Regions from separate parts of the Mus musculus genome. Here regions 1, 2, 3, 4, 5 and 7 are each linked to region 6. A link is a contact called in public HiCAR-type, HiChIP or PLAC-seq and promoter capture Hi-C data. All regions are on one chromosome and are shown on one strand. Each heading gives the region's core, a stretch centred on a gene start, on an enhancer-like site or on the middle of the called end of the contact. The rest is flanking DNA. Distances are from core to core; before and after follow the strand shown.

Evidence for each region. Promoter capture Hi-C pulls out the DNA fragments that hold promoters and counts their contacts. HiCAR-type assays count read pairs that join an accessible place to other places. HiChIP or PLAC-seq counts read pairs in DNA pulled down with a chosen protein or histone mark. Capture Hi-C pulls out chosen DNA fragments and counts their contacts.
Region 1: a promoter capture Hi-C map of adipose tissue shows a contact between it and region 6, with 6 times the contacts expected there. The contact joins the promoter of Tmem38b here to the promoter of Rad23b in region 6. A contact is called at or near these places in 8 of 39 promoter capture datasets (3T3-L1-derived adipocytes, the C10 cell line, cranial neural crest and 5 more), 3 of 484 Hi-C or Micro-C datasets (CD4 T cells and liver), 16 of 115 datasets of contacts at active chromatin or transcription factors (the 230-238 cell line, DN3 thymocytes, astrocytes and 13 more) and 2 of 9 other capture datasets (adipose tissue and liver).
Region 2: a HiCAR-type map of astrocytes shows a contact between it and region 6, with 5 times the contacts expected there. The contact joins the promoter of Ctnnal1 here to the promoter of Rad23b in region 6. A contact is called at or near these places in 4 of 39 promoter capture datasets (the HPC-7 cell line, HPC-7-derived erythroid cells, embryonic stem cells and 2 more) and 6 of 115 datasets of contacts at active chromatin or transcription factors (acute myeloid leukemia, astrocytes, cardiomyocytes and 1 more).
Region 3: an H3K4me3 HiChIP or PLAC-seq map of stem cell-derived neural progenitor cells shows a contact between it and region 6, with 6 times the contacts expected there. The contact joins the enhancer-like site here to the promoter of Rad23b in region 6. A contact is called at or near these places in 7 of 39 promoter capture datasets (the 3T3-L1 cell line, hematopoietic stem and progenitor cells, hippocampal neurons and 3 more) and 11 of 115 datasets of contacts at active chromatin or transcription factors (astrocytes, bone marrow-derived macrophages, cardiomyocytes and 7 more).
Region 4: a promoter capture Hi-C map of liver shows a contact between it and region 6, with 3 times the contacts expected there. The contact joins the promoter of Fktn here to the promoter of Rad23b in region 6. A contact is called at or near these places in 6 of 39 promoter capture datasets (the 3T3-L1 cell line, cranial neural crest, hippocampal neurons and 3 more), 2 of 484 Hi-C or Micro-C datasets (CD4 T cells and CD8 T cells), 6 of 115 datasets of contacts at active chromatin or transcription factors (astrocytes, bone marrow-derived dendritic cells, differentiating embryonic stem cells and 3 more) and 2 of 9 other capture datasets (adipose tissue and liver).
Region 5: a promoter capture Hi-C map of embryonic stem cells shows a contact between it and region 6, with 4 times the contacts expected there. The contact joins the promoter of Tmem245 here to the promoter of Rad23b in region 6. A contact is called at or near these places in 3 of 39 promoter capture datasets (embryonic stem cells, liver and pre-B cells), 3 of 484 Hi-C or Micro-C datasets (CD4 T cells, CD8 T cells and uterus), 3 of 115 datasets of contacts at active chromatin or transcription factors (pro-B cells, stem cell-derived neural progenitor cells and thymic regulatory T cells) and 2 of 9 other capture datasets (adipose tissue and liver).
Region 7: an H3K27ac HiChIP or PLAC-seq map of bone marrow-derived dendritic cells shows a contact between it and region 6, with 9 times the contacts expected there. The contact joins the promoter of Slc44a1 here to the promoter of Rad23b in region 6. A contact is called at or near these places in 6 of 39 promoter capture datasets (the C10 cell line, embryonic stem cells, hippocampal neurons and 3 more), 1 of 484 Hi-C or Micro-C datasets (CD4 T cells) and 3 of 115 datasets of contacts at active chromatin or transcription factors (bone marrow-derived dendritic cells, embryonic stem cells and large pre-B cells).

What each region holds. Positions count from the first base shown.
Region 1 is chr4:53,824,788-53,827,487 of GRCm38.p6, reverse strand. It overlaps Tmem38b (transmembrane protein 38B), which reads right to left and starts at 1,443. Exons shown (of 6, transcript NM_028053.2): 1 at 1,268-1,443. The coding sequence starts at 1,379.
Region 2 is chr4:56,863,846-56,866,545 of GRCm38.p6, reverse strand. It overlaps Ctnnal1 (catenin (cadherin associated protein), alpha-like 1), which reads left to right and starts at 1,335. Exons shown (of 19, transcript NM_018761.3): 1 at 1,335-1,569. The coding sequence starts at 1,432.
Region 3 is chr4:56,828,472-56,831,171 of GRCm38.p6, reverse strand. It overlaps Ctnnal1 (catenin (cadherin associated protein), alpha-like 1), which reads left to right. Exons shown (of 19, transcript NM_018761.3): 9 at 1,530-1,688. Among named protein-coding and RNA genes, the nearest start is that of Elp1, 27 kb to the right of the region's middle. Within about 2 kb of position 1,326, at least 97 of the 459 cell types and tissues checked have an H3K27ac peak or open chromatin away from gene starts, as enhancers often do. A contact at or near this core is called in astrocytes and stem cell-derived neural progenitor cells, where this site is marked.
Region 4 is chr4:53,712,807-53,715,672 of GRCm38.p6, reverse strand. Fktn (fukutin) reads right to left here and starts at 1,519. Exons shown (of 10, transcript NM_139309.5): 1 at 1,478-1,519.
Region 5 is chr4:56,946,097-56,948,796 of GRCm38.p6, reverse strand. Tmem245 (transmembrane protein 245) reads left to right here and starts at 1,368. Exons shown (of 18, transcript NM_001369260.1): 1 at 1,368-1,952. The coding sequence starts at 1,386.
Region 6 is chr4:55,348,648-55,351,347 of GRCm38.p6, reverse strand. It overlaps Rad23b (RAD23 homolog B, nucleotide excision repair protein), which reads right to left and starts at 1,306. Exons shown (of 10, transcript NM_009011.4): 1 at 921-1,306. The coding sequence starts at 986.
Region 7 is chr4:53,438,979-53,441,868 of GRCm38.p6, reverse strand. Slc44a1 (solute carrier family 44, member 1) reads right to left here and starts at 1,453. Exons shown (of 16, transcript NM_001374697.1): 1 at 1,153-1,453. The coding sequence starts at 1,185.

The DNA of each region.
Region 1 (2,700 bases), core at 194-2,693, 1.5 Mb after region 6:
AGAGACTACAGAGGGATAAAGTGCTTTGGAATATAAAATACTTTATATTTTTATCATATAACTTTGTGATAAAAAAATAGCGAATATATTTATGTAGATCATACCTTTAAAAATATTTTTAAAATTTCTTGGCCTGGGGCTCTACTCAGTGGGTGGGTACTTCAGTAGCTTCTATCTCCAGTAACAAGGAAGGACCTAGAGTTGGTGTTTATATTTAGCATTTGGAAACGTTAACAGTTTTTAAAGCAGTTACATATGGATTTTAAAATAATGCATTAAATGTAAATAATGTGTTCTTTACTAAAATAACTATTCTCAAAATCAAAAAAGTATTTCGTGAGAAAAGGCACATTGCTATCTAATTAGGCAAATCTCCTTAATGTCTAGCCTCAAACAGAAATGCTTGGACTCATCAGCTGTTTCATTATCTCTTACAACACTGTTAAGTCACACGGCCATTGGGAAACTTCGCTGTACACTCATAAAGGCAAGAACGGATAAATAACCTCTGAAGATACATTATGAAAATAATGAACTTTACAGTGTGTGACAGGGAAGAACCTGGGAAGTGAGCCACACTTTGAAAACGTCTGATTTAGTCAATACAAGATACTATCGGATTCTAGATATGGAGCAGTAACGAAACTGTAGTTCTCTTTAATCAGAGAAACAGTCTCCCACGAGGATGACCTGTTCCTCCACGAGTTAGACACAGAAAACTCTCAAAAACGTATGAGGCAAGGATTTAAAGAATTAGTGGTCCAGAAAAGGTAAGACAACCCTTAAACTTTCACCCTTCACCTCCCGGACAAGGAAGGCAGAGAAATGCCTGAACTCAAAGACAGACTCAGAAAAATAATGGGAAAATGGGGAACTTTAAAAGGAAACCCACTACATTCAATGTCAAAGACAGGAGTACAAACACTGCTTTTTGGTCACATGGTTCATGGAACTCAACGTTGTGAAAATCCCATCCCATCCCACATGTTTCACAGAGGGCTGAACTACATGCCAAGCGACTGTTACCCGGACCGTGCCTCCAGTGGCTGACTGAGAAACCGCAAAGCCACCCCCTCTCCTGGTTCAACACGCTAGCAAGGTGCTAGGTCCCACCTGAGACGTCCCGCTCAGGGGTCTACATGACCTTCCTCAGCCTACGTCTGAGTCCCGTGCTCGGTACTGAGGGGTGGGCCGCAGGGCATCCCGGCGTCCCTGCCTCCCGCAGTGAGGACGCGGAACCGGGAGCGCGTCGGGCCCCTTCACTCACCTGGCCGCTGCTTCAGCGCCATCACCGACACCAGGTAGTGGGCGATATCAAAAAAGGGAAACATGGACGTGCGGGAAAAGGCCAGAGTCAGATCATCCCACGGGTACTCCATGACGACTACCGACGCCGCCGGCCCCAGCAGCCGCGGCAGCCGGTTCCCCTCCGGCGGAGGGGGTGGGGGAGGGGACGGCCGCGCCAGCTTCAGCCCTGCGCGTGCGCCCTGGAGCCTAGGGGGGCGGGGTCCGGAACGGGGGCGGGGCCGGAGCCGGAACGAGGGGCGGGGCCCTGGCCCTGGTTCTCCTAAAAAAGGTATGACATTTTCTCAGTGTTGCAGTCAGTGCCAGCTGACCCAAGGGGCAACGGGCAACGCTCAAAGTCAGATTCTATGTAAACGGATGCCATTCCTCTTTTTCTGAACAGCCACGATGTAACTCATTTATTACTTAGTGAAGATATGAAAGATAATAAAACGGTAATGTTTTATCCATATCCCCATGAAACTTGAATTTTCCCAGAGGGAAAAAAAAATTTTAAGGACTCACGGAATTTCACAAAGCATAAAAAGTATGGATGCCACGCCAAAGCAGATGGTTAGAGAAGACCATTGCAGGGAAATGCACACGGTATTAAAAGCAAGTCTGTAAATATTAGAAGTTATTTTGGCTAGACTACAACCTGAAAAATGAAGTTGTAAAAGAAATAAAAGTCTTTCGCAGTGAAACCAGGTGGTTTAAGCTCTTGATCAGTCGCTACATTGTCCTCAGTCTTGTTTATCAAAAGCATGTGCTGAATTGGTAGTTGGGGTGAAGAAGATGGGCAGGTCTCTGAAGTTGCAATCCAGCACCAAAGATTCATGAGAAGAGACTAGGGAAATCAGAAATGCATTCACTAATCCAAGACAAAAGGTAGTAGTAGTAGATGCAGGTCTTAAGGACAAAGCCACAGATAGAGAAAGACTGCCAAGCAGACTAAAGTGGATACAAACACCACCTGTAATGACAGCAAAAGGAGCCAGGTTTTGAAAAACAAGAAAAGGAGCTATCTGCTGAAATTGGTTGCAAAAAGAACTAAAAGTAAAGGGAAAAAGTGAGACTGGATTTTAAGAAAAAAAAGGTAAATTTGGCACATTTTTATTTGACATGTCAACAGATCATGTTGTTACTTGGCATGGGTACACACAAGCTATTGAGGGAGCAGGTAGGTGACTGTTATATTGCTGCAAAGGGCAATCGCCTTTTCCTCCTGAGGTTAGCCTCGGTATTAACTCACTTAGCAAATGTTATTTACACCCGTGCTTTGTACCGAGCATTTTACTGGCTGCCAGAGGCACCACTGTCCTAAACACCAGGTTTCAAATGTAAGAAAGTGGTAGCAACATTCTTCATTTCATAACTTGTCAAGAAACAATAGCCTTGATTAAATACTTTTTGATC
Region 2 (2,700 bases), core at 86-2,585, 1.5 Mb before region 6:
GCTCCAGGAGATCTGATGCCTCTGTCCTTCAGGCACTGCCCTCACGGACACATGCCCACGTGTAGACACACTTTACAAGAAAAAAAGAATTGGAGGATGAGTTGAATTCAGGAGCTCTTTTATACCATTACCGGAGATGCCCATGCTGCTTGGGCAGGTGAAACTGAGTCCTTCAGCTTCCCTTCCAACACTGCAAGCCGAATCCATCAGCCTAACTTGATGAAGAAAGCCAGTCTCAGATTCCTTTTTGCCCCCACGTGTGCTCATTAGCAGCTATGGTCCTTCAAAAATGCTTTATTGTGCTGCTTAGTCAGTCGCTGGGTCCTTCCTAAGGTCAGTGTAGAATCTTTCTTAAGACACAGGCTTCTGAATGCCTTCCTTGGCTTTGTTCCTGGAAACTGGAGGAAAAGGCGCTTTGGCACCTCTTCTCACCACAGGGATTCTGTGTGAGCTCATGGTTGGGCTGAGAGAATGGATTCTTAGCCTTAAGTGACTTCAGTCAGACACATCTTTTCATTCAAGGAGCAGTTAACATGCTGCTAGTTCTTGGCTAATATTAGAAACAATGTTACAAGTTTTTAAAAGGTATTATTTAGCCAGAGCCCAAACTTTTGTTTTTGATTCTCTTGAAGGTGAATTCTAAAGGTAACTGCAAGATACACTGCCTTCTTGCTGAGTATCAAGATATGTGAATATATTATCAAATGTTTCAACTCTGTAAGAGATACAATCAGAACATAGAAGTGGAGGCGAAATGGGACTGTCTTTCCTCGGAAGCCATTGAAAGAAAGATGGTTACAAGTGTAATTGATGTCTCAGTCCCAGGGCAGAGGTTCAACACCATAAAAACATGTAGAAATATTTACGGGAAATCAGAATTGACTTTTGAGGCAAATGGATTTGGTGGAAAGCTTTGTTGGGGACAGTTGTCTTCTGGTAAGAGGCCACATAAACTTGTGGAGGCTCTCGGGTGGCCTGCTCTAGATAAAATTAGGCTTTGGAACTCACCCTTGAGGAAAGAGGCACAGGGGCGGCCAGAGGGCGGGTCCGCGGGGTGGGACTATGGCAGTGGATGGGTGGGGCCGCCCAGGTATTAGGGCGGAGCTGGTGGGGCGTGCCACCCTAGAGGCGGAGCTGATGATCCTGGACTGCTACGCGCCAGACTATGGGTCAGTGGGCGGGACGTAGAGGGGGCTCGGCTAGGGTGCTGGGCAGAACTAGCTAGAGTTGGGTGGCCTCGAAGGCGGGGCCCGCGCGGTGGTACAGGCCTGGGGGCGGGGATACGGGCCCAGGGTCGCATGGAGGCGGGGCCGAAGTAGTGGCACAAGGGTAGGGGTGGGGCCTCGGTGCGGCGAGGCGGCGGGCAACCCGGAGGCTGGTTGGCGGGCAGGCAGAGGTGCGGATAGCGCGCTGTGCTATCGGTGGAGGGCCATGGCCGCTTCTCCAGTCCCGGGCGGTGGCGGTGCGGGAGCTGTCCACTCCTCCAACGCGGCTGGCTTCACCTTCGACTCGGGACTGGAGATCAGGACGCGCTCGGTGGAACAGACTCTTCTGCCCCTGGTTTCTCAGGTACCGCGGCCCCTGGTCCCCGTGTGCGCTGCCCGCGATGGCGGCGGGCGCTCTTTCCTCGGTCCGGCTTGGCGGGGCGGGAGGCGGCGCTGTCCCGCATTGCGCGAGCAAGACGGCGGCACGGCGGGACTCGCGTGGGGGCCCAGAGCCGGGCGGCTACTCCTGGGCTCGCGGTGAAGCGCTGGAAGCGCTGGAGCCCAGCAGGTGCGTTGTTCGGCCTAGGCAGCCGGACCCGCCTGGCCCAGTGGCTCCGAGTGAGGCCCAGCCGCGGGTCAGTAGGACCCCTATGGGGTTCTCTGACTTCCAGAGCCAAGCTGGCGGCCGCTGCTCAGTCGGCCGCCGCTGTCGCTGTCCGCATCGCAGGCCAGACCCAGGCGCTGGGTGCAGACTAAGGCATTCCAGTTTGCCTCTTACTCCAGCGTGTTCTCCAAGGCCTTTGTCCTGTTCCCTTGGTCATGTGTGGGCTCGCCCAACTCCCACCCACTCCGGCCACCTGTCCTGTCTCTCCCTGTCATTTGCCTGCCCACCACCTCTGTCTGCTAGAACTCTGTAGAGTGACAGGAAGGAGTGCTTAATCCTGATTGATGCACACCTTTTGCAAGGTCTCAGTTGGGATTAGTGCATTATTATATTTTGAGTTATAAAAGAAGTCTAGAATCAGCTAGGATGTGCTTAATTAAAAAAAAAAAGTTTGTCTCTCTGAGCTGAGGTATACATAACCCGAGGGCTAGAATTCCTCATCTACAGCTATGGTACTGTGCCAAACACCAAGGGAGGAATTTTGTCTTTGGCTGTGCGTTGGCGATGTGTGACTCATACTAAGCCTGTAACACCTTGGTGACTCATGCCAGGATTACCAAGATTTTAGAGGTAGAAAGAATCTTAAATTATCTTATCCGACTCCAAATTAAAAGATGATTTCTTACAACAACCTCAACTCCTGTCCACCAATGCCTTACATAAACACGTTTAATGAAAGGGAGGTTGTCACTATTCCATAGACTTTTAAATACTGTCTGTTCCAGCCTGGTCGCAAAAATATTTGAAAATTGTAGTTTTATATGCTTCTGAAATTCTTCTAATGCTAATGAAGTAAATATCCCCATTTTCCTCCCTGCATCCTGTGATTAA
Region 3 (2,700 bases), core at 77-2,576, 1.5 Mb before region 6:
AAAGCTGCCCTCGGACAGCGCGGACAGGAACAGGGTATTTGTTCTGGCTTCTTCCTCTTTTGTTGCTAATGAGTTGTCCTCACTGCCTTCCTAAGAGCTATAAGACCTTGGCAAGTCACTCAGCCGCTGTGGACAAGTTGCACAAAGACGTGGTGTTAGATATTCTCTAAGGCCCGGCTGGTTGAATTAGGTCCTTTAAAATCCTTCTGTGACACACAGGAAAGTAGTTTAGTGCCTTTTTGGCTGTGATTATTCTGACTTGGTTGATAAATGCAGACAGCTCCACTGTTTATTTTATACAAAGTCCTATCCTATCACTTGAATTGACATCCGGTTACTTCAATGAGAAAAGAAATTGATTCATTCTACCAGGTTTAATTCATAGTCAGGTTTTCTTGAAAGTAATGTCCCTTTTATTTTATTTTTTTGAACAAATCCCAAACCACCTGCCATGTAACTTACACACACACACACACACACACACACACACAGTGATATTCTTTTTTTTTAAAAGATTTATTTATTTACTTATTTACTTATTTACTTATTTATTTATTTATTTATTTATTTATTTATTATATGTAAGTACACTGTAGCTGTCTTCAGACACTCCAGAAGAGGGAGTCAGATCTCGTTACAGATGGTTGTGAGCCACCATGTGGTTGCTGGGATTTGAACTCCGAACCTTCGGAAGAGCAGTCAGGTGCTCTTACCCACTGAGCCATCTCTCCAGCCCCACAGTGATATTCTTAAATGCTGTAAATTAGACTGAGACCCTTTACATATTGGTGAGCTGTTCACCCCAACTGTTGCCTTTTGTTTTTGTTTTCTTTATTTATTCAATACTGGCAATTAAATTTAGGCCTTGCTTGAGCTGTATTACTGTCCCCTTAAACCTGCTGATGATATGGCCCTCTGTTAGATATTCCTTGTAGTAGTCTGAACACTAAAGTTTTATTTAACATTGAAAATTTTTAAGTTTTTCTGTCTGTGGCTGTATGGCCTTCATGTATATCTAGACTCCAAGTGTATGCTTAGTGCTCAAAGTGGCCAGAAGATGGTGAAAGATCCCCTGGGACTGCAGTTACAGGTGGTTGTGAGCTGCCACGTGGCTGCTGGGAATCCAACCCAGAACCTCTGGAGGAGCAGACAGCCCTCTGCATAGCTGAGCCATCTCTCCAGCTCTTGAGCAGTAAACTCTTAATTCTGCCCCACTTCTCACCATCTTTATCAATAGCAGAAGCATGTTCCACAGGGAGAGAGGCTGTGTGGGAGAGGCCTGGCTGGCAGAGTGCAGAGGCCAGGCTCCTCCTCCACTGAGTGGCCAGGGCTCGTCCTCCACACACCCGGCTGCTGGAAGGAGTTCCATGTTTCCCTGCATCCCAGGCCTTCTCCTGTGACCACAGGGGCTGCTCCGCCTCAGCGCTGTGGGGGTTCTCTTCTGTAGTCACTGGGGCTCTTCTCGGCTGCTGGGTCATGAACGTTTTTTTGTCTCCTTTCCTGCTCTGATGCCTTTCTGTCTCCTTCAGCTCCATTGTACAGCCATGCAGCTGGCAGCCGACCTGTTAAAATTCCATGCTGATCATGTGGTTTTAAAAGCATTAAAAGTTACTGGAGTAGAAGGAAATTTGGAAGCTTTGGCTGAGTATGCCTGTAAACTCTCTGAGCAGAAAGAACAGCTTGTGGAGGTGAGTAATAGATTTGCTTATTAAACAAACTGTGGTTCACCATATGATAGCAAAGTTATGGAGAGAATATTAGCACATGTTTTTGACTAACTGCCCATCTGAGTATTGCCTTCTCTTCTCTTTGGAATCTGTAAGGTATAACACACGTCTACCCTGTTCTGACAATAGTTTAGCCTCTAAAACAAAACAATAAAATGTACTAGAACCATAAAATATATTTTTAAGTATTCCTTTCTTTGTTTTCTCAGACTGGGCTCTGGGGTGCAGTGGAGTAACGCTGTTTCTGTTTGAGTCTGAAGCTAGCATGCCGTGACAAGTGCTTAGCAAGAGAGCTGGGCTCAGTGTTGCATAGACAGTTGTGGGGGAGCCCGTGATTACAGAGCCAGGGCAAGTTGGTGGGGGAGGCAGAACCTGGAAGTCTGTGAACTAAGCACATTGATGGCCCAGGGTGACCCAGTAAAGGAAAGAACTTCTCTTTCCTTTCCTCTGTCCAAACACAGCTATGGCAAACCCAAGTTAGCTACCCAAGGCAGAAAGCTGAGTGGAGAAGGGAGGAGGACAATGAGAAGACCTCTGACCCTTCCTGAACTCTCCCACTCTGCCCCAACCCAGGGAGTCACCTGGCACTTGCTGTATAATTATAATTCCAGCTGATTTTTTTTTTTCCATTTTTTATTAGGTATTTAGCTCATTTACATTTCCAATGCTATACCAAAAGTCCCCCTTACCCACCCACCCCCCAAATTCCAGCTGATCTTAACTCATTAAAAATGTTACCATGGATCTGCTAGTTTAAAAAAAAAAGGAAGAGAAGAAGGAGAAGAAGAAGAAGAAGAAGAAGAAGAAGAAGAAGAAGAAGAAGAAGAGGAAGAGGAAGAGGAAGAGGAAGAGGAAGAAGAAGAGGAAGAAGAAGAAGAAGAAGAAGAGGAAGAGGAAGAAGAGGAAGAAGAAGAAGGAAGGAAGGAAGGAAGGAAGAAAGAAAGAAAGAAAGAAAGAAAGAAAGAAAGAAAGA
Region 4 (2,866 bases), core at 270-2,769, 1.6 Mb after region 6:
AGCCTCCTGTAGAGAATTTTCTTAAGTTGTGATTTGATGTGGGAGGGTCCAGCCCATTATGGGTGGTGTCATTCCTGGGCTGGTGGTCCTGGGTTCTACAAGAAAGCAGGCCAAACAAACCATGAGAGCAGGTAAACAGCATCCCTCCATGGTCACTGCATCAGCTCCTGCTCCAGGTTGCTGCCCTCAGTGCTTTGGATGATAAACTGTAATCTAAAACTTAGCAAACCAAACCCTTTCTTCCCCAGTCACTTTTGGTCATGGTATTTCACCACTGTAGTATTAGCTCTAACTAAGACAGTGAGTAAAGCCTTTCCCTCAAGAGGCAAGTGACTAACTGCTTGGTTGAGAGCATTTACCCAAGGCTGGTCTGTCGATCATTATGCAGCTCTGTTTCCTAGTGCTTTTTTTTTTTTTTGTCTTGGCCTCCAAAGTGCTGGTATTACAGGTGTGTGTTACCATGGTTGGCTCACAGGCTGACTTTTACTTAATGGAAATCTTCAAACTAGAAAGACTGGAATATCATTCTTTATAGCCGAGAAAGCTTGAGACATACAAGAAAGCGGCTTGCCTTGTACTACCTGAGAAATTGGCGATCGTGATGAAATCTGAATTCAGTTCTCTGGACGACTTTTATCTAAAGCTTTTAACTACCCGGCCCCATTTTTATCAAATCTTTCCCGATATTCCCCAACTGATAATGTAAACGGAAGACAGGAACGTTCCTACATGCAGTTATCTCGCATCGCTAACCGCGCCCACCTTATCATTATTATTGTTACTTATTATTATTACCATCGTCATCATACTATTAAGCATAGTGAGCACTCCTTCAAACGAACTAAGAATGACTACTGAGGAGTCTAAGAAGAGAGGAAAGCGACTGGTAAGCCAACCACCACCTCTCTTCGAAGCAGTTGCAGCAGGCTGCTTGCTGTACACAGAACTTGGCTTTGGCGCAGCATCAAAGTCCTTCTCAGGTGGAACCCTCCCTGGGCGGCTGCCCTGCCAACCCCCTTCCTTTCCCTGTAAGTTCATGCCACGGCGTCGGATGCACTCAGAGCAGCAGCAGGCTGCATCAGTTCCTCCCCGGCGGAGCCACCTTGGCATGCATTGGTCCTCACACCTGATCGGTCTCCCCGCATCGTCCGCTCTCGCCAACCAGCTCAAGCGTCACTGTCCCAGCCCGGCCTCTTAAGCGTCTCCATGAACCTCCAAAATCGAACCCTCGCGGGTCAGGACGATCAACGGACAGCATGGGCGTGTGGGAACGATCTGTCGCCGGGACAGCGGGGACGGCGGCAGCAAGCTCGTGCACGGACTGCGGCCGACCTCGGACTCCTCCCCGCCGCCGTAGGGAGGGTACCCCAAAGGTGGACGACCGCTACTCAGGGTATACCAGTAGACCAGCGACAGTGCCTGAAGGAACCCGCCCACGCCCAGGCTCGGCTACCCGGCCCCGGTGCCCTCATCTTACCTAACTCTAGAGCTGCGGCGGAGGCCTCGCTTTACGGCAACTGTCGCAAAGAAGCGGTCAAGCGCGCAGCGGCGTACGCTGGCTGTTGCTTTGTTCTCCGAGCGCTCCTATTAGTGTGGCCTATTTGGCCATCAGAAATCTGCAATCAGCCGTCCCTCCGGCAGTGCCCTGAGGCTGCCTGGAGTTTAGAGAAAAAACAGAACTGTCCCCCGTAGTGTACGGCTCATCAGACAGAGCGCAGAAAGTGCAAACCTAGGGTGGATAACGATTCTTTTTCTCCCTCCCTCCCTCCCTCCCTCCCTCCTCCCCCTTCTCCTCTCTCTACATTCTGCTATTGGGGACAGAATGGGGAAGAGCACTATGTAGTGATGCAAGTACTCATGAAGTTGAGGTGCCTACTTGACATCCAGGTCTAGAAGATGCGATCTTCCAGTTTGGGGCTTGAAAGAAATATAGATGCTTCTGGGCCTGGCACCTAGCATCTTTGCTTTTAGCAGAGCCATTTAAAGAGTTATTGGCAAGGAGCAGATGTGGATTTTGATAGGAATTTTTGAAAATTAAAAAGCACTAAAGAAATTATTGTAATTTTACGTTCTTTCTACGAAAATTACTAACGGCGTATAGAAAAAAATGAAATAATTTACCTACGCACCCCGTTCTATATCATTTAGCTCAGACTGGCCTTAAATTCTACTCAGCCAATATGGTGTTCAACTGATCCTACACATCTTCCACATCTCAAGTGCTGAGATAACAAGTGTGCATCGCCATGCTTGTCTTAAAACAGAATTTTTCAAAAAGTTGTGATGGAATGTGGCTGTATCAAAAATTTCTATTGTCTGACATGCCTACAATTCAAGTATTTGGGGGGCCAAGGCAAGAGGATCTAGAGTGAGCTCTTGTCTTTAAACACATGCAAACGCACATGCACGCACGCACACACACATGCACACATGCACACAATATAATTGATGCCTATTGGAGTACTAAGAGGTGATATTTTAAAAGATATTAGGAATGCTTATTATGCTCAACTATGTCTGGAAATTATAAGGAGGAAAAAAAAAAACTTCCCGGGTTTTAGAAGTGAATAGATTTCAAGTGCATAGTAAATATTATCCTGCATAAACCTTGCAGGAGGCAGAGGACTAGCCAGCTTTCTAGCCAGTTTTCTGATTTGAGCTAAGTTTAAGTTTAGATCTCACTGTTTTCCCTATATAAGCACAGTCATAATGTGCCATCTACATTATCAAGTTTCTGTTTCTATAAAGTGGACTGGGATTTAGAGGAAGGGATTTAGCACCCTTCAAAGAAAATTGACAATCCTTTTGGTTATCCTAGATTTAACTTGTCAGCAATTTTTTTTGAAACTTACTTCTAAATTTTCCT
Region 5 (2,700 bases), core at 119-2,618, 1.6 Mb before region 6:
GCTGACCTGACCCCCCAGGTACTAAAAGCAAAGAGTGGCTGTTTAACATTCTGCTATAGGTATTCTGAGGTATTTAGATTGCTCCCATACTGAGGCTCCTAAATCTGTATGAGGCACAAAAGGTTAATAGTCACAGCACATTATGGTTCTCTAAGGAACTTTACATGTGAGTATAAGAAAAGTTCCCTAGAAATTCAGCCATGATTACAGAGTCTGTAACATTTCAGCTGCTGCTGTAACCCAGGTGTCATCCATTAGGAATCTAGGAAGTGAGGAAGGCAAGGCTTGCCTTGTGTGAATAGTATTCTACCCAGCTGGAGGAAGAGGTGGAGCTCAGAGGTAAATTAGCAGGGATGGGAGGAAATAGGGCATTTCTCCGCGGCCCTCAGAGAGAGAGTGGAAGGGCTTACACGCTTAGGAAGACATGTGTGAAGCTCGGTATATATACACCGTTTTAATATCGTTTTCCTGAAGTCAGTCTTCATGTTTGTATCTACCCGTGTTGAATTAAATGGGACAATCACACAGTTTACCACTGATCTACACCCATAGCCTTTCAATAGATACTATCAAAGGGCTCCTAACAGGATCCCCTGTTCAGTTCAGTTAGCATAGACAGAAAAACTACAGAATAAGCGTCCACAGTGTTAACCTGCTTCACCTACTTGGAAGCTGTACGAGGCCAGGTACTTAATTTCTCTGCGCCCCTTGTTTTCTACAAAACAAGACTAGTAGCATCTCTGTAGGGGTGTTCTAAAGATAAAATGAGTTGGTAGGAGCCAAGCACCTAGACCAGGCAATAGCTACTTAAAACCCTGTCATATACATAAGAGAACACTTTAAAACGTGTTTAAGAGTGTGTATTATTCTTCCAAAGGACCTGAGGTCTATTCCCAGCATCCAAATAAGGCTGTTCACAACCTCCTGTAACTCTGTCTGTGGGGATTAGACACTTCTGGCTTCTTTGGTCACCCACACATGTTACATACACACGATTAAAAATAAGTATTTATTAAATAAATCAGTTAAACTAAGTCTGTGCATCAGTGTTTTTAGACATACAGCTTGTGTTTTCCATCTCTGAGTCTCTTTTGAGATCCTGTCTCCGGAAAAGTTGACATCAATTAAAGTATCCGCCCCCGCTCCCAACCCCATTTTCTTGGACCCCCTCAAAACTTGTTACCTGGTCCCTGTGGGACCATTGGGCCCAAGGGCGGAGGCATTTGCGTTCAGCCTCTTGGGAGTTGTAGTTTCCTTAGGTTCTGGCGCATGCTCCACCGCACGCTGGGAACTACAAAACCCACAAATCCTCGCTGCACCGCCCTCCTCCGCCTCGCGTTCCTCCCCCGCTCGCAGCCCCGCCCCTCGGTCCAGGCAGAGGCGCGATGGCCGACCGCGGCGGCCCTGCTGAGGCGCCCAGCCCGCGGGGCTCTCCCCGGCCAGAGTCCCGGGCCCCGCGCACGGTCGGGCCGGGCGAGACCCCGCGTACCGCGGCGCTGGCGCTGCGCTTCGATAAGCCCATCAAGCAGGCTTTCTACAACACGGGCGCCGTGCTGTTCGTGTGCCTGTGCTGCGGCGCCGCGGTGCTCGTGTACTTCATCCTCGAGGCCTTCCTGCGGCCGCTGCTCTGGGCCGTGCTGTGCGGCACTTTCCTGCACCCGTTCAAGAGCTCGCTCACGCGCCTGGGCCGCCTGTGGCTGCGGCGCCTGCACCGCGCGCACACGCCCATCGTGCTGGCCGCGCTGCTGCTGCCGCTCTGCTTCGCCGACTACGGCGTGGAGGCGCTGGGCGAGCAGGCGCTGCGCCGCCGCCGCCTGTTGCTGCTGCTGGGAGCGGGCGGCCCGCTGCTCTATGGGCTCTACTGCCTGGGCAGCTACCTGGGCGTGCAGGTGCTGCTGGCGCACGCGGGCGCGCTCATCTGCCGCGGCCTCGACTACTTCAGCAGCCTGTGGGTGAGTGAGATGGGGGAGTGCGTGCGAGGTTGGCGGGACCCGGGACGCCGCGACAAGGCGGCCAAAGGTCCTCCAGTGAGCGCCTTCCCACGGCCGAGGGACTTGGCGCGCTTCCTTCCAGAGAGGCGGGTGTGATTTGAAACCCGCCCTCCGCTAGGGAAAAGGTCCTTTGGCTGAGTTCAGTTCTTTCACCCTAGTTTGTGTGTGACTCTGGGCGCTTTCGAGAACTGTATTACTTATGTGGGGGCCATTGCGACCCGGTCTACGTTAGCAATGGACTGCGTTAAAGGAGAGAGATACCAGGTGTCAATCGAGGAACTTCAGAATTGGAAGGAATCGCAAAGATAATCTTAGAGGCGAATTCCTGACTCAGACTACGTCGCAGGCTGGTTAGTTCACATATTTATCGGGCAAGGTTAAAGTGAAGTGGTTATTTAATGCTTAAGAATCTTAAGAATGTTGGTTGGTAAACTACCACAGGGGCTAAGAATGCAACGCTGGAATAGCGAGATCCTAGACAGCGCGAGATCTAGCGTGTATACACCCCATACTATTTCACCTTTATTCACTTTGTTACTGAAAAAGTGAATATGCCCTGAGATTATTAACGTTACAAAGTAATTGCCTTTCTTTGCTAGAGCAGGTTTAAACTTGCCAAAGGTAGATTGCTAATTGGTCCCAGGATCATGAGGTCATCTCTTGGTTCTTGTTTAAAGTTGATTGAAGACATTGTCAGGTACTTTTCTTC
Region 6 (2,700 bases), core at 57-2,556:
TCAATTACAAACTCAATCAGTCAAAAAAAAAAAAAAAGAAGAAGAAGAAGGAAACCCCCCCACACAAATATGCAGTAATCTATTGACATAGCGTCATAATTCCACGTGAGAAAAAATTTTATTCGCATGACATTTTTTAGATTCCTGACATAAAGTTGTATTAAAGTTAACACAGATCTTTTTACAGGCAAAACCGGAGACCACTGCATTAGAATTTATCACGTGAACTCGTTAAGTGTAGTAGTCGGCTTTTTAACTGTAGAACACCAAGTTTTTATATTTTTCTCCCTCCCTTCAAATACTACTATTCTAGGAGTCCGAGGAGCGTTCAGGTTCCCAAGACGACCGAAAGAACGCATTTAAATCCGGATCTGAAGGTTTCTAATGCAAAATTCTTCACCACCAACGTGGCCTCAGAACGTAATCCACCTGTGGGTGTGGGTTCAGTGGCTGCGAGGGGAAGGATCGTAAAAACTAATCCAAAATAAGACATAAATAAAAGGGCTCCTTCTGAGAGGCCAAAAAATTCATTTTTCCCCCACCATCCCTCCCGGCTGCAGACAAAACTAGGCGCGTTTAAGGCCCACCGTCTTGGGTAACCGGCCCCTTAGACCTCTGCACCTAGCCATGTCGCCGGAGGGTGGTGGCTTCGCCTGGGTCTCCCTCCCTCCCCCACCTGTGCACGTCAGGCCCGGCTCCAGCGCCCAGGCCGCCAGGTCTCCCCTCCCCCTCCGTCCCCACGACCACGCGCTCCGGGCCGCGGCCACCAGCGCCCACGCGGACCGGTGCTGCTCCACGCCATCTGCCCCCGGGCCTTCCTCGTTGTCGGCCACAAAGCCGGCGGTGACCCGACGCCCCTCTGGGGCCCTCCCGCGCCGCCCCGACTCGGGCCCGCGCTCCCCTAACCCGGCGGCGCATACCGTCTCCTCCGGGTCGATGTCGATCTTGAAGGTCTGCTGCTGAAGGGTCTTCAGGGTGACCTGCATGGTGCCTAAGCCGGGGCCTGGCCGCCCCGGGGTGGCCGCGATCCTCGCGCTCTCGGGAGGAAGGCGGTGGGGGTGGGGGGGCTTGTCACATTCGCCCGGAGTCGCACTCACCCCGGGCCCCGCGTCTCCCCTGGCCGCGCCGCCGCTCGCTCCCGCGGCTTTCCCGGTAAGCTCGACCCGCGGTGCTTCCTCACGCGCCAGCCACTGGGCCCGCAGGAGGCGCGAGGGACTCCCCGAGAGACGCAGAGAACCCGCTACCTCACCACAGGATGGTGGCCGCCATCACCGTGACTCGCCGAGACGTGACCCCTCCCCCACCAGAAAAAAACCCGGAGGATGGGGCCAGACTCGGGCGATCTGAGCAGGCGCAGGGTGCGGCGACGCAGTGCGCAGGCGTGAACAGGAACTCCGCCCGGGAATTGGAGGCGGGGCGATGGGTGGGGCTGGAATATCGTGCGGCGCGGCACCGGCGTGCGCAGGCGCACTTCGCAAGCAGAGGCGCTCGCGGAGGCCTGGTCCGCTCCGCGGTCCTGCAGTGGCTCCGCCTACATCCAGGCTCCGCCCAGCGGCGCGAGTTGCGCAACCCGTAGCCGGGGAACGGCTACGTGGAGTCCCGGCTCAGTGGCTGCGGCTCAGCGAGCGCGGAACCTTGAGGGCGGTGGAGCGGGCGGAGCCTTAGTGCAAGGATTGCCGAGGGCCGGCCCAGGAGGGGCGCACATCGCCAGTCGAGCATGTGTAATGCCGGTTGCTTCCCTGATTCTGAGACTGACTTCAGCCATGGACTGCTTGCTTGCCAGTCTTGTGTTCTCTCACCAGCCTTGGGACCTCCCACCTCTAAAGAAAGGCGGATTTAAGAAGGAGGCCTAGTTGTGTCACGCCTTTCCCTCTATCGTTTTGCTTCGTTTAGGTGTTGGTGGTAGATATTAGGCGGTTGCCTCTCCTCACCCCCTTCCCCCGCCCCCCCCCGCCTCACCCCAAGCGCTGCTTTCCTTTGCACGTGGACCCTTTTAATCTTTGCTCAAATGTCGCCTTCTTGAACTCTATCCTGCCTATCCAACTTAAAGTATCTTATTCGGATCTCATTATCCAGCTCCACTTGTCTCAGTAACCATTCATCACCTTCTGGGTACTCTACACTATGTGTATTTAGCGTGTGTGTCTTCTCTTCTTTTTCTGGTCCCCAGGCTGAAGCTACACAGAGGCATGCATTTTGTTTTGCCCACGTTGTGCCCCAAAGCCTACAGAATAAGCCTAGCACATTGTAGGTACAAGGTAAATATTAGAAAAATAGGTAGACGTGCTTCTGGTTCCTTGGCAGTAAGGGTGAGATGTCACTCAGCTAATTGGTGGTTGGAGAGGGTGGGATAATGCATGTAAGTCTTAGAGTCAGGAACACAAAGTTAAGTGCTTGGCTGTAGCTGTATGATTATTTACACAGCGATAAGACCAGAGTGCAGAGGTGTCGGGTAATAAGCACCACAATAGTAAGTGACACTTTAGGTGCTTGTCTGTATGCTGCCTCTTAATAGTGCAGTGACCCCTGTTAGACTTAAAAAGAAGAAAAAGCAGTTACCATCAGACCACAGTGAGGACAATTATGAGCATCCCCCATCTCTGAGCCAGCACCATCAATGATTACAGTATCGCTATTTGGATTTTCATGATTCCAGAAGCTAGGATATAATTTTGTCATGGAACTTTCCCTAACCAAGCC
Region 7 (2,890 bases), core at 204-2,703, 1.9 Mb after region 6:
TTTTCTTCGCCAAGAACCAACCAGCCTTTATTTCTAGAAGCAAGCGCATACTTCTCCCCATCACCACCACCAAACAAACAAATCACAGACTACTGTTAAATTCTACGCTAATGAAACTGTGGAGAAACATCCCAGGCGTTGTCAGAGCCTATTTTTCATACACCACCACCAGACAGTTTGATGCAGTATTCCTGATTGCTTTTTATCGTATTTGTAAATACACTCACTAATCCACTAAATTAGATAATTTACAAACAGGTCCTCTCAGTTATTAGTGGCCAGCAGTCAAGTTCTATTACATCTGATCCTTACACAGTTGTCCAAACATTTCCACCCAGGTTAAAGGCTCTGATCGGAAAGAGAAGGCGGCTAGCGAAATTTGGATGGGGGCAGGGTGGCAGCTGAGAGAAATCTCTGCATCTCAGCCCTCAGCGACAACATCCAGCCAGTGCCCACAGAAAAACTAAATTCGGCACCTCTTCCTCCTGTTACACTGGCAACAAAGAGGGAGTTTCCGTAACGCTCCCGTCACCCACCAGGTGCCCAATCTCCTTCCCAGCCCAGTCCCCCCGCTCCCGCAGGGGCCTCGGTGCGCCGAGAGGCCGCGGTGCTCAGGGTCAAGGCACAGAGGGGGGATGGGATGGGGAACGAGCGGGTGGGATCTGTGAAATGGGCCCTGGAAGGGCACCGGGACCCAGTGAAGCACCTGATCCCGGCCAAGGGGGCCCGCAGACCAGGGGAAATGGGCAGCTTATTAAATGGATCCGAAACTAGAATAAGGTGGAAGAGAGGTGAAGAGCCCAAGCTGGGGTACACCTTCTGGGGACACGGAAAACAGTCTGTGGGTGGCGGGGGGGCTCGGCGGAGGTGGAGAGCAGGCTGGCGGGCCCCAAGGAGAGGGAAGCGTATGCCTCCCCGGGGCAGAGCGGGCGCCCGGGGCGCCTCTACCTGCAGACGGGCGGGACGGGCTGCTCAGGTGCGAAAGCGGGGGAGGGAGCGCAGCGGGCATTGGGGGACCAGGCACGAAGCGCCGAGGTCGGCGGGGACCGGAGGGGCGCAGGGCACGGCAGGGGAGCGAAGGGCACGGCTCGGCAGGCGCTCACAGCGCGGGGTGGCATCCGGGCGGGCGGCCGGGAGGCGGGAGCCCCTCACCTGCGCGGCGGAGGCGGAGCTGCAGCAGCCCATGGCGGGGCCGGAGGAGCCCGGAGGCGGCGCCGGGCGCGCAGCTACGCCCCGGAGCCCCTCGGCATGCGAGCCGGCGGGCGCCCGGGGAGGGCGCGGCCTGGCCCCGCACGACTCGGCAGCGACGGCGGCGACGGCGACAGCGGCAAGAACTCAGGAGGCTGCGCGGTCCGGGGCAGGCGCCGGCCACATCCCCCGGCGGCGGCAGCGGCGGCGGCGGCGGCTGCGCGGCTCCGGCTCCGCTCCTGCTGCTGCAGCTGCTCCCCAGCGGAAAGGGGCGGGCGGCGGCGGCAGCCCCTCCCCCTGGCCCCCGCCTCCCACCACCCGCTCCCAGTCCCGCTCCCGCTCCCTCTCCCGGGCTGCAGCCGCCTCCTCCTCGGCGCCGCGCGCGTCTCCCATCAGACTCCCCGCCCCCAGTGCAGCGCCGCGCGGCGCGGACGGCGGGGACGACGGCAGCCCAGAACGAGGCCGGGCCCTTGGGCGCGCGCAGGAGTCTGCGCGGCGCCGGGCCCATTTCGCGGTGGCACCGAGGCCGAGCTCTGCCTCGGGGCGGCGAGAGGGCGTCTGAGGCCGAGGCGCCCGTGGACCCGGCGGGCTCGCAGAGGGAAGGCGGCCGACTTGCTTCTGTACGCGCGAGGCACGGGGAGGTCACCGGGGGTCGCTCCTTCTCCCGGGTGGGAGCGCCTCTGAGGTCACTGACCCGGAGCTTTTTTTAGGGCTCTGGCGGCTGTTTATGTTACCCAGAAGAGAGAGTATTTGCAAAACCTCCCATGGAGAAGGAATGGGTGATGGAAGTGGAAAAATATCATCTGTTGCTCCTGGCCCCATTTTGCTGATGTGGACACTAAGCCTTGAAGGAGGCCGACGACAGTGAGAGCACCCAACTGGAAATTGTAGTAAAAGAGCCAGAAATGGGAGGGGAAGGTAGTACTCCAGGCCCTCAAGTCAAAGCCATGTTGGTTCTTCACTAAACTTTCTTACACATGGTAGCGCGGGCACACACATAAACACACGCACCAATTCATCTTTAAAATATTTACCGAGGCACTCACTATATTACAGTCTAGAAATTTATGGCACTAAGATTAAACAGGCGATAAAAGGCAAAGTTGCTACTCTCTTATTAAAAAAAACGAAACCTGTATTAATATGCGTTGGGGGTAGCAACAAGTTAGACATGCACAACCTTTAAGAAATTTCCAATGTTAGGGAAGTCATTACAGATACAGTGAAGCGAGAGCAGTTTAAAAATGGCGAGAGTAAACAAGGTCATGATTAACTATCACCGAAACGCGCATGTATCTAACACTCATATAAACATTCCGGTCTTGTTTCATATTGTCAAGGTGTTGCAAAGACTGGGATCAAAAGGTTTGCAAAGATACCAGAGTGAGACCCCAGAAATGCTGACTTGTCCATAAAAGGCAGATTTCAAGGTGACTCAAACTCAAAGGGGAAGTTGACTAGAGGAGCAAGGAAAGGAGAAATCTAAACAAGAGGGTGGGGAATGGGTGTGGGTGGGAGGGGTATGGAATGGAGACAAACTCACACACAGAAAATTCCCTAGTTGGTGTTTTGCATTACCATTTCCTGGATGGCTTGTTCCTCCAAACCTCATGATCCTCTGTGAAGTCCTGATAGCAGGGATGGCTGCAAAGTGTAAGATTAAATAATGTGGGTAGGCAGTGGACAGGTCAGTGAATAAGCA